Regions from separate parts of the Gossypium hirsutum genome. Here region 1 is linked to region 2. Evidence: chromatin contacts called from public Hi-C data. All regions are on one chromosome and are shown on one strand. Each heading gives the region's core, a stretch centred on a gene start, on an enhancer-like site or on the middle of the called end of the contact. The rest is flanking DNA. Distances are from core to core; before and after follow the strand shown.

The links. A called contact is a pair of places that touch in the nucleus more often than the background predicts.
Region 1: a contact with region 2 is called in a Hi-C map of leaf, with 2.0 times the contacts expected there. The contact joins the promoter of LOC107886207 here to the promoter of LOC107887593 in region 2. A contact is called at or near these places in 9 of 34 Hi-C or Micro-C datasets (callus, fibers, leaf and 2 more).

The regions. Positions count from the first base shown.
Region 1 is chrA03:13,649,384-13,655,053 of Gossypium_hirsutum_v2.1, forward strand. LOC107886207 (transcription factor ICE1) reads right to left here and starts at 3,397. Exons shown (of 5, transcript XR_005922700.1): 1 at 1,929-3,397; 2 at 765-992; 3 at 312-482; 4 at 1-4.
Region 2 is chrA03:13,476,136-13,481,641 of Gossypium_hirsutum_v2.1, forward strand. It overlaps LOC107887593 (pentatricopeptide repeat-containing protein At5g61990, mitochondrial-like), which reads right to left and starts at 1,444. Exons shown (of 1, transcript NM_001326743.2): 1 at 1-1,444. The coding sequence starts at 1,353.

The DNA of each region.
Region 1 (5,670 bases), core at 2,147-4,646, 180 kb after region 2:
ATTGCTGGAAATTGGAAAAACACAACAATTAGTATGTTAAAACTCAAAAGTGAACTGTGAATTCTCAATAAGAATATAGAAGATACCCCTCCTATCCTTTACTTGCATGATAAACCAGATAGGAGAAAGCTATAATCCAAACTGCAGATGCTTTTCTCATGATAACAGAGTTGGCTAAGAGGGAAAACTACATATATTCGTTTTTCTTTCGTGTCATGATCATGTTAAAGTTTTCACGGTCACCACCGTTATTGCTGTCATCAACTTTTGAAAAGCAAAATGGGAAGTTTACAAGGGGTCAGAAAATGTACCTCAGCTCGAAAGATATCCATGGAAAAACCGTTGAAACAGCTAATGACTGCTTGCTGGGCGTCAAGTCCAAGGTTGTCCAAAGCCCTGATTATGGAGAGCAAAAGACCTGGTCTTCGCCCACAGAACATGTGGATGTTTACAGCTTTTCCTTCTCTCAGCCTTACTTCAACCTATATAAATACAGTCACACACACACATTTGGCTAAATCAGTTGGCGTACAATTTGGCTAAATTTTACAATGTGACTCATATCGAATGACGCTACATGCAACCCAATTCTATGTTACTCTCTGACTCTTCATTTTTCTTCAAGTACCCATGTACAACATATTTATGATCAGTTAAATACTGATATTTGCTAAAATTCAGAAAGACCTAACTAGATATAATTGCAGAAACAAAGAAAAGTGAAAGGTGAAAGTAACTTTTCATGATACAGATATGAAGCTTACTCTTGCTGGCTGCCCATTCAGACCCGGTGATGAACTGGGGCCAAGTTCATCCTTGATACGGCTAGGAAAGGTAGCTGGAGTGGGTGTCAATGGATGGAAACTGCTGGTTGTAGGTGTCAGTGAGGAGCTTGGAAGGATTGACTCCAATTCATTGTGGAGGTCATTGATTCTCTGTAGAAGTTCCTTCAGGTACTCGATAGCATCCCCAAGAATTGAAGCTCTATCCATCTATAAGTAAAAGGAGAAGGTAAATCATACTATTTCTAAGAAGCAAAAATGAGAAAATATGAACTTTCCAAAACCCTTCTTTTGCAAGTAAAGTAACATGCTCCTTCGTCGAGGTTAGTTAGATTAGAAGTTTAACTACTCTTCATTTGACAAACCCATGGGTATGGGGTACATTCAAATTTTTTAAAGTTGTTTCCATGAATTTAGAGAGTCGGCTTCGTGGGCGAGCTAAACATAGATACTTGAAGAAAAATATAAACACAGAGCACATAAGATGTGTGTTGAGAATGTGCCTGAGAATGTGCCTTAGACTTGCTTAATAATAGGTCTGTAGACCAAGTCTTTAGGGCTTTTTAATTTTTAATTTTTTGTGAAATGATTTTAGGAGTAAGTTAAGTGTTTGTGGTATGATTTTAGGAGTAAGTTTAACAGGCTTCTGTTTTTTTTTTTTTTTGCCTATATAATCTTAACAATACAACAGATTATTGTGTGCTTTCAATATATCTTTCTTTCATATTTTCAGTGTTTTATATTGTTGCTAAAATACCAACAATGTAACTATTTACGGTGCTCAAATATAAAAGTATAAAGACATGATAAGAAAAGATTGCAAGTATTGAACTTTACTTATGGATGAGTTGAAAGAAGTTACTGAAATGTGGTCCAAAGAATTATGGTGAAATTTGAAACACACAACCAGACTCCATGTGAGAGAAATTAATGCTAACTTTCTCACAGCTTTTTGAGAACACATAAAAACAAAAGATTGCCAGTGACTCACATATAATCCAAAAATGCCACCCAGAAAACAAAAACACACACACCAAAATAAGAAAAAGTAAGAAAATTTGATGTTTTTCCGAGGATCAAAATGAACACAATAGTTCATACTTGAATTCACAAGATAAAAAAGAAAGTCTGAAAGAAAATTCTTACTTTGCTAATCTTTGGAACAACAGAGCGCAACATGTAAAGCCTATCATTGAGTTTCTTCCGACGGCGCCTCTCAGCCATCAAATTCTTAGCAGGAAGCCCTTTCCTTTTACCCTTTTGGTTTTGGTCTCCTCCAGTAGCACTAGTGTTTGCATTTATGGTATTTCCCCCATTTTTAAGAGTTTCCTCCACCTTGGTATTCTCAGTAAACTCATCTGAATCATAATTCAGAGCTGACCCATCAATGCTCACATCTTCTACATCATCTCTGCTGTTAATTTTCCTCTTCTCATTCTCTTCTTTACCCATTTCTTTCTTCCCTTTATCTCCCCCAGTACCACTTGAAACACTAACCTTTCCTCCATCTAACACCCCGAAATTTGGTCCACTATCAGTTGAATTCTTCCTCATAGCTGCTCTTTTTTGGAATAAATTAGGTTGTGCACCAACGGAAGGACAACTTTCTAGTGGCCTTAACAACTTAGATCTCTTTAAAAACAGAGCATTTCCAGGATTCTCATCAAACCCTTGAAAACCAGCAAACCCGGCACCATTTTCTGGTAGCTGAGCTATCCGAGAACTCGAAAACTGAGCCTCAGGACACAAATTAGCAGGGTCTAAATGATTATCATGACCTAGATCAGTTAAACTACCCAAAACCCCAGCATTTCCCCTGTTCAACAAATTAATACCATTTGTTGCTTGGTTGTCAAGGAACCCAATTTCACTCAAATCAAAACCATGGTCTAAAGGGCTATTAGAAACAAAATTAAGGATTGAAGATAAGTTTGGTTTTGGTTGGCAAAAGTACTGCACCTGAGATGGGTTAAGATGGTTGAAAACGGAGGAAGATGGTGAACATGAAGATGAAGAATCCACTGAAGGAAGAGAATGATGATGGAGCAAAAGATTATCTCTATGATGGTCACCAAGATTTGAAGTAAAGGAAAGGTCTCTAATATCTTGATGGCTTGAAATGCTGTTGTTTCCTACGTACCATTCATCATCTAACATGGATTTGAATGTTGAAAAAGTACCCATATCTTCTTTGTTCTCCATTATAACACCACTGTTATTGTTGTTATTATTATTGTTGCTGTTGTAGTTGGTTCGGTTCCATGAAGCTGAGTCTTCATCTTCTTTATCTTCCATCCAAATAACACCGCCATTAACCCTTGGAAGCATGGGTTTCGGGAGAACTTCTTGATTATGCAGGACTCCAAAATTTCTTTGTTTTCTTTGAAAAGAGAGAATCAAAACCTACCTTTGTTTTTTGTTGAGCGATTATGAATTTAAAATAGTGGGGGGAGGGGGAATGGGGCAGCTTTTGAGAGAGAGAGAGAGAGAGTGAGAGAGTTGCAGAAATGGCGAAAGCTTTTTGATTGAATCAGCTAAAGAGAAAAACAATCAAATTGTCGACTTTAGAAGGATTAAATGATACGTGGTGAAATAAATAAAAAGGTAATAAAGTTTGAGGAATTGAAATTGGGTGTAACTTTGTAGAGGTCACTTCCAAAATCTTCATATAAAACACACAAAATGCTCAAATTAGGCTAAAATTAGGCTAAAATTTGTTAAATAAACCTTTCAAAAAGAAAAAGTTTAAATTCAAATATCTTATAGATTTTAAATTATACTTTTATTTTTTAAATAATATTTAATTCAATTTATATGTTTTATTTTAAATACATCAATATTTGCATAACTTTTATTATAAAGTAAATAAAAATGTCTTTCTTAAAGTTTAAGCCCTTACATGATTATTTTTTGAAAGATTTGACAATAATCTAAGCTCTAATGTGAACATTTAGTGAATTTATAATAGGGTTGTTTCTAAACCTAATATATAAAAAAAGCCTAAGTAAAATAAGTTAATAGTAAATTAAGATTTTAATTGAAAATAACACTCAATTGAGCCCTTGGTCGAATTAATTTTAATATAAATCCCTTAAGTCCGTTAATTTCACTATGGCACGTTAAGGTTGTGCCACATGATGAAATATGCTAATTTTCATTTAAAATATTTAAAAATAATAAAAAATTTTAAACTTATAAAAAAATAGAATTTCAAAAAAAATAGAATTTTTAAAAATATATGGAAATTTATCTAAAAAATAATATAAATTTTTTTAAAAAAAATTTGTAAAAGAATTAGAATTTCAAAAAATTATAAAAAGGAAAAATTATAAAAATATATTAAAATTTATTTAAAATAATATAAAAATGTAAAAACTTATAAAAATTGCAAACAATATTAAAAATAGAAAATTATTAAAAATTATATAAAATTATGAAAAAGAATCAGCATAGTTCACTAATTTGTGACATAAAGAATTAACCAACGAGAAAAAGAACCAGAATTGGGTTAAGGTTAAAGAGGATAGGTTCAGGCTCCCTAATGAGAACACCATGTTCCCTTGTGGAGCTTATGCTTATATTAATGATATTGACAAGTTGACCAAACTCAAAGATGGCTGCATAAAAAAAATTGTTATATTTTCATAATTTTTAAATATTTTTTAATAATTTTTATAATTTTCTATAATAATTTTTGAAAAATTATAAAAAATTAGGTGTAATTTTTTAAAATTTTTAAAAATTCTAAAATTTTAATAATTTTCTATTATTTTTTAATATTTTTATAAATTTGTAAATTTTTTATAATTTTATAACTTTCAAAAATTCTATTTTTAAAAAAATTTCAAAGTTCTAATTCTTTTATAATTTTAGAATTCTTTTATAATTTCTATAAATTTTTATGCTTTTTAAACCTTTTTTAGGGAAATTACTCAATTTTGCCACATTGAACAACCTTAGTGTGCCACGAGGCGACGTTAATGGAAATCAAAGGCTTTCACATGTTAAACTAGCTTTATTTGATAATATGTTTTGATATAACAAATTAAAATATTTTTAAATAAAAGTTAAATTAAACAAAATTGGTAAAATGATAAAATCAAGTTAAAATAGTTTTAGTTGAGTTAAACATTTGCAATTAAGTTAAAATTGTTTTAAAACAAGTTAGTATTTCTCTAGGCAAAAAAGTATCAGTATCTATAGTTTTCAAAATATCGATACCCATTCTAAAATCGACACCAAATTAACATTCCGTTTTCAACCAATTTAGCTAAGTATCGGTCTAGTATCGATACTTTTTATATGGTATCGATAAAAGTTCATTGGTATCGATATCTTTAGCTACAACAGCTACTGAACTTTGCATTAAATGCAAAAATTATTGATACCTTTTTAGCTGGTACTAATACTCGTTGTTACATATGAATTAAATGCACTACTTTTCACATCCCTAACGACTCTATTCATATCTCCAACAACCACAACAATTAGAAATCAATTATGGGGTATAAATATCAGCTTCTAAATATCCTACAACAATAAGAGAGATCATCAAGCTTAAAGATCAATAAAAAAAACCTTATTGCTTAATTCTTCATACCTTTCTTGTACACATTTCTGAGCTTTCATTGTTATTTTTTAGCTCAAGCATATTATTATTTATTTGAGCTTTATTGGAAAACATTTTGATCTTTTAAGGATCATTTCTTTGTTTTCTTCTTTATATCTTTTAAGAGGGTTGTATCTTAAGGTTTAGGTAAAAGCCATGAGGGAGTTACAATCTTAAGGTTTGGGTAGAAACCTTAAAGGAGTTGCAATCTTAAAACTTTAGGTAGAAATCTTAAAGTAGATTGTAAGGTTAAATCTTATCCTCAAAGGTTATCAAATT
Region 2 (5,506 bases), core at 194-2,693:
ATAATTAGCTCGACCAAGATCTCCACAGTGACATAATCCACTAATTATACCATTATAAGTGTACATCGTGGGTGTCAAGTTGTGTTCCTTCATCTCTTCAAACAATTCATGGGCCTTGAGAAAATTCCCTTGTCGACAATAACTCTGGATCATAAGACTAAATGTTTGTGCATCAGGTCCGATGCCAATCAAAACCATCTCATCGAACAGAGCTTTTCCTTTCTCCAAGTCACCAGCCTTAGAAGCCCCACCAATAAGCACATTATACGTGAACACATTCGGTTTAATTCCACAAGCAACCATCTCATCCTTGACTTGGAAAGCCTCGGCCATGCTCCCCCGTTTAATGAACCCATCAATCAAAGCTGTGTAAGCAAAATGGTTAGGATTTAAGCCTGCACAACGCATTTCCTCCATCATCAATTTTGCTTCCTGAAATCTGTTATGCCTACAAAACCCATTAATAACCGTATTGTAAGTATATGCATCAGGGTTGAAACCCTTCCGACTCATGGAGTTTTTCAACTTCAATGCTTCATCAACAGCACCAGCTTTACACAGTCCACCAATCATAACATTATAAGTAACCAAACCAGGGCTACATCCCTTCTCCTCCATATCCATAAACACCCTTTTTGCCTTCTCAATATCCCCTACTCGACAATGAGCATTAATCACATTGGTAAAAGTATAAACATCAGGCACCAATTTAGCATCTATCATCCCATTGAAAACCTTCCAAAACAAATCCAACTTATTTACCTTAAGCAAATCACCTAAAAAGTTATTACAACAAGCCAAACCAGGCAAAACCCCAACTTCTTTAGCACCCAAAAAAACATAAACAGCATCGTTCCAAGAACCCATTTTCTTATAACAACCAATCAAAATATCGAAAACCCCGACATAATTCCCTTCATAGCCCTTCCAGCACCTAATAATTGAACCCAAAATGGCCTGAACGGGCCTTCTAGTCCTAACCATGCTGTCTAAAACAATAGTGGCTTTACGAAACATCTTCGAATTACATAAAGTAACTGCTAGAAAAGAAAAAGAATCCAAATTTTGAGGGTTCGGGGATTGCTGACTTGCCCAGTTGAAGAAACTGAAAAGGCGTTCGGGATCATGAATCGAGTTTTGGAGAAGAACGGAGTGAACTATTTCTGGGTTCAGCTTGCTTGTCAATTCTGATGATGTTTCAAGAAGTCGTTTCCAGTCATTTTTACTGAGGATAGAAGCGATTTCCACGGCTTCGGCGTCATTTGAAGCTGATGTACAAAGGGAAGCCGATTTGAGACGAGAGAGCCTTGATTTCGTGAAACAATAGACCGTTTGCTTTGAAGATAAACGCATTGTTTTGAAGGATTTTCAAGGTGAAAAAATGGAGACGCTTTTAGTCTGCGAAAAACAGAAAAAGATAAAAGAATCAGCGAGGAAGGGGAACGTTTACAGCACACTTTGGTGGGCTTTTGGCTTCACTTTTCTAGGCTGTTTGGCCCATGTATTTGTACTCTAATTAAAATCCCGGTTTAAGCTTTTCAGTCAACGAAATCGAACACCTCAGCATTTTAATTTTAAATTTATAAATATCTAAAAGTAAACTTCAAATTATATTAGTTTATGTTAAAATTAAGAAATTTTAAATATAAAATTTTAAATAATTTATTTTAAGGTAATTTTAATTAATTTATTGAACTTTAAAATTAATTAAACTAAATATAAAAAATAATATAAAATTATTAAGCGTTATGGTAAGATATTTTGTATTTTCAATGAAAAAAATCCAGACATTAAAGAGAATATTTTTGGGAGTGAACTATAAACTTTAAACATGAACTATAAAACCAACATAGAGAACATTAAAAAAAATTAATTTTTAAAAAAATTTAAAGCTATGTTAATAATTAATATAAACTAAATAAAGTTAAGTTTTTTACTTTTTTTTAAAAAATGTTTAGTGTTATAATTGACAGAACTAATTTAATCTATAAAAATCAAGAGTATTGTTTTTGTTAGGTACGAAAATATAAAGAGAGAGATGAATTAATATTTTAAATTTTTGTCGCTTATAAATGAGTTGTCGTTTAGAGTAATAAAATATAACACAAAAAATATATAAGAATTTAGAACGGCAGTGTTCGCAATTGCACAAATTGAATTGTAATATAGTTAGTAAAATGAAATACTTGAAAGTATTATAAGAATCGTACCTAAGGGAGGATGGAGTAAATTATGAAAATATTTTTACAGTAATAAGTCTAAGTAGTAGTAATTAATTCCTATATTACGATAAATCATAAAATAGATTAAAGAGATAATTTAATTAACTAAAATGAATAAACAAGAAAAATAAACAAACGACTTAATCAATAAACCAATCAGGAAGATTAACTCGCTTCAAGGTTTGTAACTAACTTCGAATTAGGGTTTTAAGGTTGATTAGCTACCGATTAACTAATTATTACCTCTCGGCCTCTAATTAACTAATCGGTTGATTGATACTTGCTTATCTCCTGACCTTACTTTCTCAACCAAGATAAATTTGTTAAGAACGAAATAAAAAATCCGAGAAAGAGAAGAGAAGAGAATAGAAGAATAGAAAATAGGGGAGAGAACAATGCATATTAGAAAGGTGTGTTGATAGTTTTCAATTTTCATATCCAATACTGTCAATTACATGCTGATATATAGGAAAAACAATTGAATTGTCTAACAGTCGAAATAACAGAAAAACAAACAAAACAAATTGTACGATTGTTTCTATGAAACATTTCATTTTATTTAACCTGATGCACACCGTTTTTACAACCTGCTCTCGGCCCAACTACCCATAACAACTACTCTCTCCTTGAAGAAGATCCTTGTCCTCTAGGATCTATATGAAGGTAAGCATCCTTCAGCTGCACCAAGGATTCCCATGTGGCATCCTCTGGAAATGAATTCACCCATTCAACCAAAACTTCAGTTGTGGCCACATTCCCACTCTTCACCATCCTTCTATCTAAAATTCGAATAGGCTTTTTGGCCCAAAATCCTTGGTTGTCCACTACTGGCAGAGACACTTATACATGAGCAGCTCCAACATGTTTCTTAAGTTATGAAACATGAAAAGTAGGGTGAATTCTAGATCCTTGGGGGCAGCTACATCTTGTATGCTACCTTTTGATCTTACCTTCCACCATGTATGACCCAAAATACTTGGGAGCTAATTTTTGGTTAAGTAACCTTCCATAGAATACTGTCTGTAAGGTTGAAGCTTCAAATAAACCCAATCCCCAATTTCAATATGTCTGCCTGTTTTGTGTCTATAAGCTTGTTGCTTTATTCTATCTTGTGCTCTCTTCAGATAGAATTCTAACAGTTGTCTTATAGCCTTACGATGATGCAAAATTCTATCTACAACAGCCACCAGTCATGTCCCAGCTAATTATGTTGTATGATGAGGAGGTGTCTGGCCATGTAGTGTCTCATAAATTGTATTTTGAATGGCTAAGTGGAATGTGGAATTATACCACCACTCAGCTAAGGGAAGCCAACTTACCTAGTCCTGTGGTCTCTCCCCCGACATGCATCTCAGATAGCCTTCAAGACACCCATTCAGTACTTCTGTTTACCTATCAGTCTCAGGATAGTAAGTAGTGGATAGGTGAAGTTTAGTTCCCACTCGTTTGAACAAATCCTGCTAGAAATTACTAACAAATAGCTTGTCCCTATTAGATATAATGGAGTCAGGCATCCCATGTAGCTTGTACACATTTTCCATGAACAGTTGAGCTATAGTCCTAGAAGTATAGGGATGGGATAGGGCCATAAAATGGGCATATTTTGTGAGATGATCTACTACCATCAAAACAACACTCTGATTTGTCGTAATTTAGTATAACATATTAAACTAATTTTCGCTCTTTAAGAGCTTGAAAGCAAGCATTTTCATAAGGTTTTAATTATGTTTTTGCAAGATTTCTTAAAGTTAATAAAATGTACAAATTGAGTCTTTCATTAACCTTAGGGGCCGAATGAGGCTTAAGGAGGAGCTAGTGAACTGTGTAAGTGTGCAGAAGACCATTAAAAGGTGTAGTAAATAGATGTTGGTCACTACGTCGCAACGCGGAATGACATGACATACCCTTGAAGAAATCACGAAGTTGCCTTCGTTTTCGCGACATAGACTAAAGGTGTCACGACATACCCTTGAAGATATCCCACGATGAGTATACTAACCCTTATGTCACTACATCGGTTCTGGACGAAAACTAACACGAGCCAGAGGGCGTTTTGGTCGGCACAATCAAACTTAAAGCTTAGAAATGTCAACTAACCTAGGGTTAAGGATGATGACGACCACCTGAAATCTATAAATAGGCTCATTTTTCATATGTTATGGACACATATTACTTAGTTTAAAATTCTGCTTTTAATTTCAGTTTAGTTTTTCTTTCTTTTTAGGTTTTAGATTTATTTTCAAGTTGTTCTTTTTTATCTCGAGAGATCCGCTTTGTGGAAGATGGTCAAACTTGTGGATTCATATTCATCTTTAATACAAATCAGGCATTTCCTTAAACTCTATACTTTCAATTCGTTTATCATGCTTATTCTTTATATCAAATTTATATTGTTCATGAAAACCATGAGGAACTAATCCATTTATAGGGGATTAGCAAATAGAGGTATGATCTATTAAATGTCTTGTAGGGTTACTCAACGAATCAACTGTTTGGGAAAGGAAGAACCTAAAAGCTTAGGCCTGACGACCTTAGGAAGTCATCAAGGTGAGAATTAACCCAAAATTGGTATGACCTATCCATAAACACCTTCACCCCAAACTAGTCTGGACTGTGAGGTTAGAAACTAAGTAGTTGTAATGCCCCAAAATATAGGTACTCATTTTCTGTATGTTGTGTAACGCAAATATCTGTCTGCTTCAGTGGTTAAGTGTGCTGGGAAGTGCCTGAGAAGTCTTGGGTTCAAGCTTGGGCAATTGCAAAAACTTTGGTTTTTATTTTATTTTATTTTAGAATATCCCTTGCTCTTAGTTAGTAGTCTTTTGAATTATTGTGGGTAAAATTTTGCATAAAAATCTTGCTAGGCTAGTGGTAAGTGGCGTGTAGAGTGTTTCTTTGGGTCTGAGGTTCAAGCATTGGCAAGGTAGAAGGAGCATTTTATTTTTGCTACAAGTGCTAGGGAAGTATCCTAGGTTGACCAAAATTGAGGTGTTTAGTTGGAATTTGAATGGGTGGTTGATTAGAATAAGGTGGAGAAATTCCAGGAGAGAGATAAGGGGAGGAAAAAGTAGAGTTTAAGGTGTAGTGGAGTTGTGCCGAAATTGGGTAGTGGGCATAGGGATTTCAGCTGAGTGCTTTCCTCTAAAACTTTTAGCATTGTCTCTCTTTTGAGGTTTTTTCTCTATAATTTCTTTCGAGTTTTTGCGAACTGTGGTTCTTTTTCTTTGTTTCTGTATTTGAGTTGTGCTATTTTGAAGTACCTTTCAGTCCTAGTTTCTTGCATT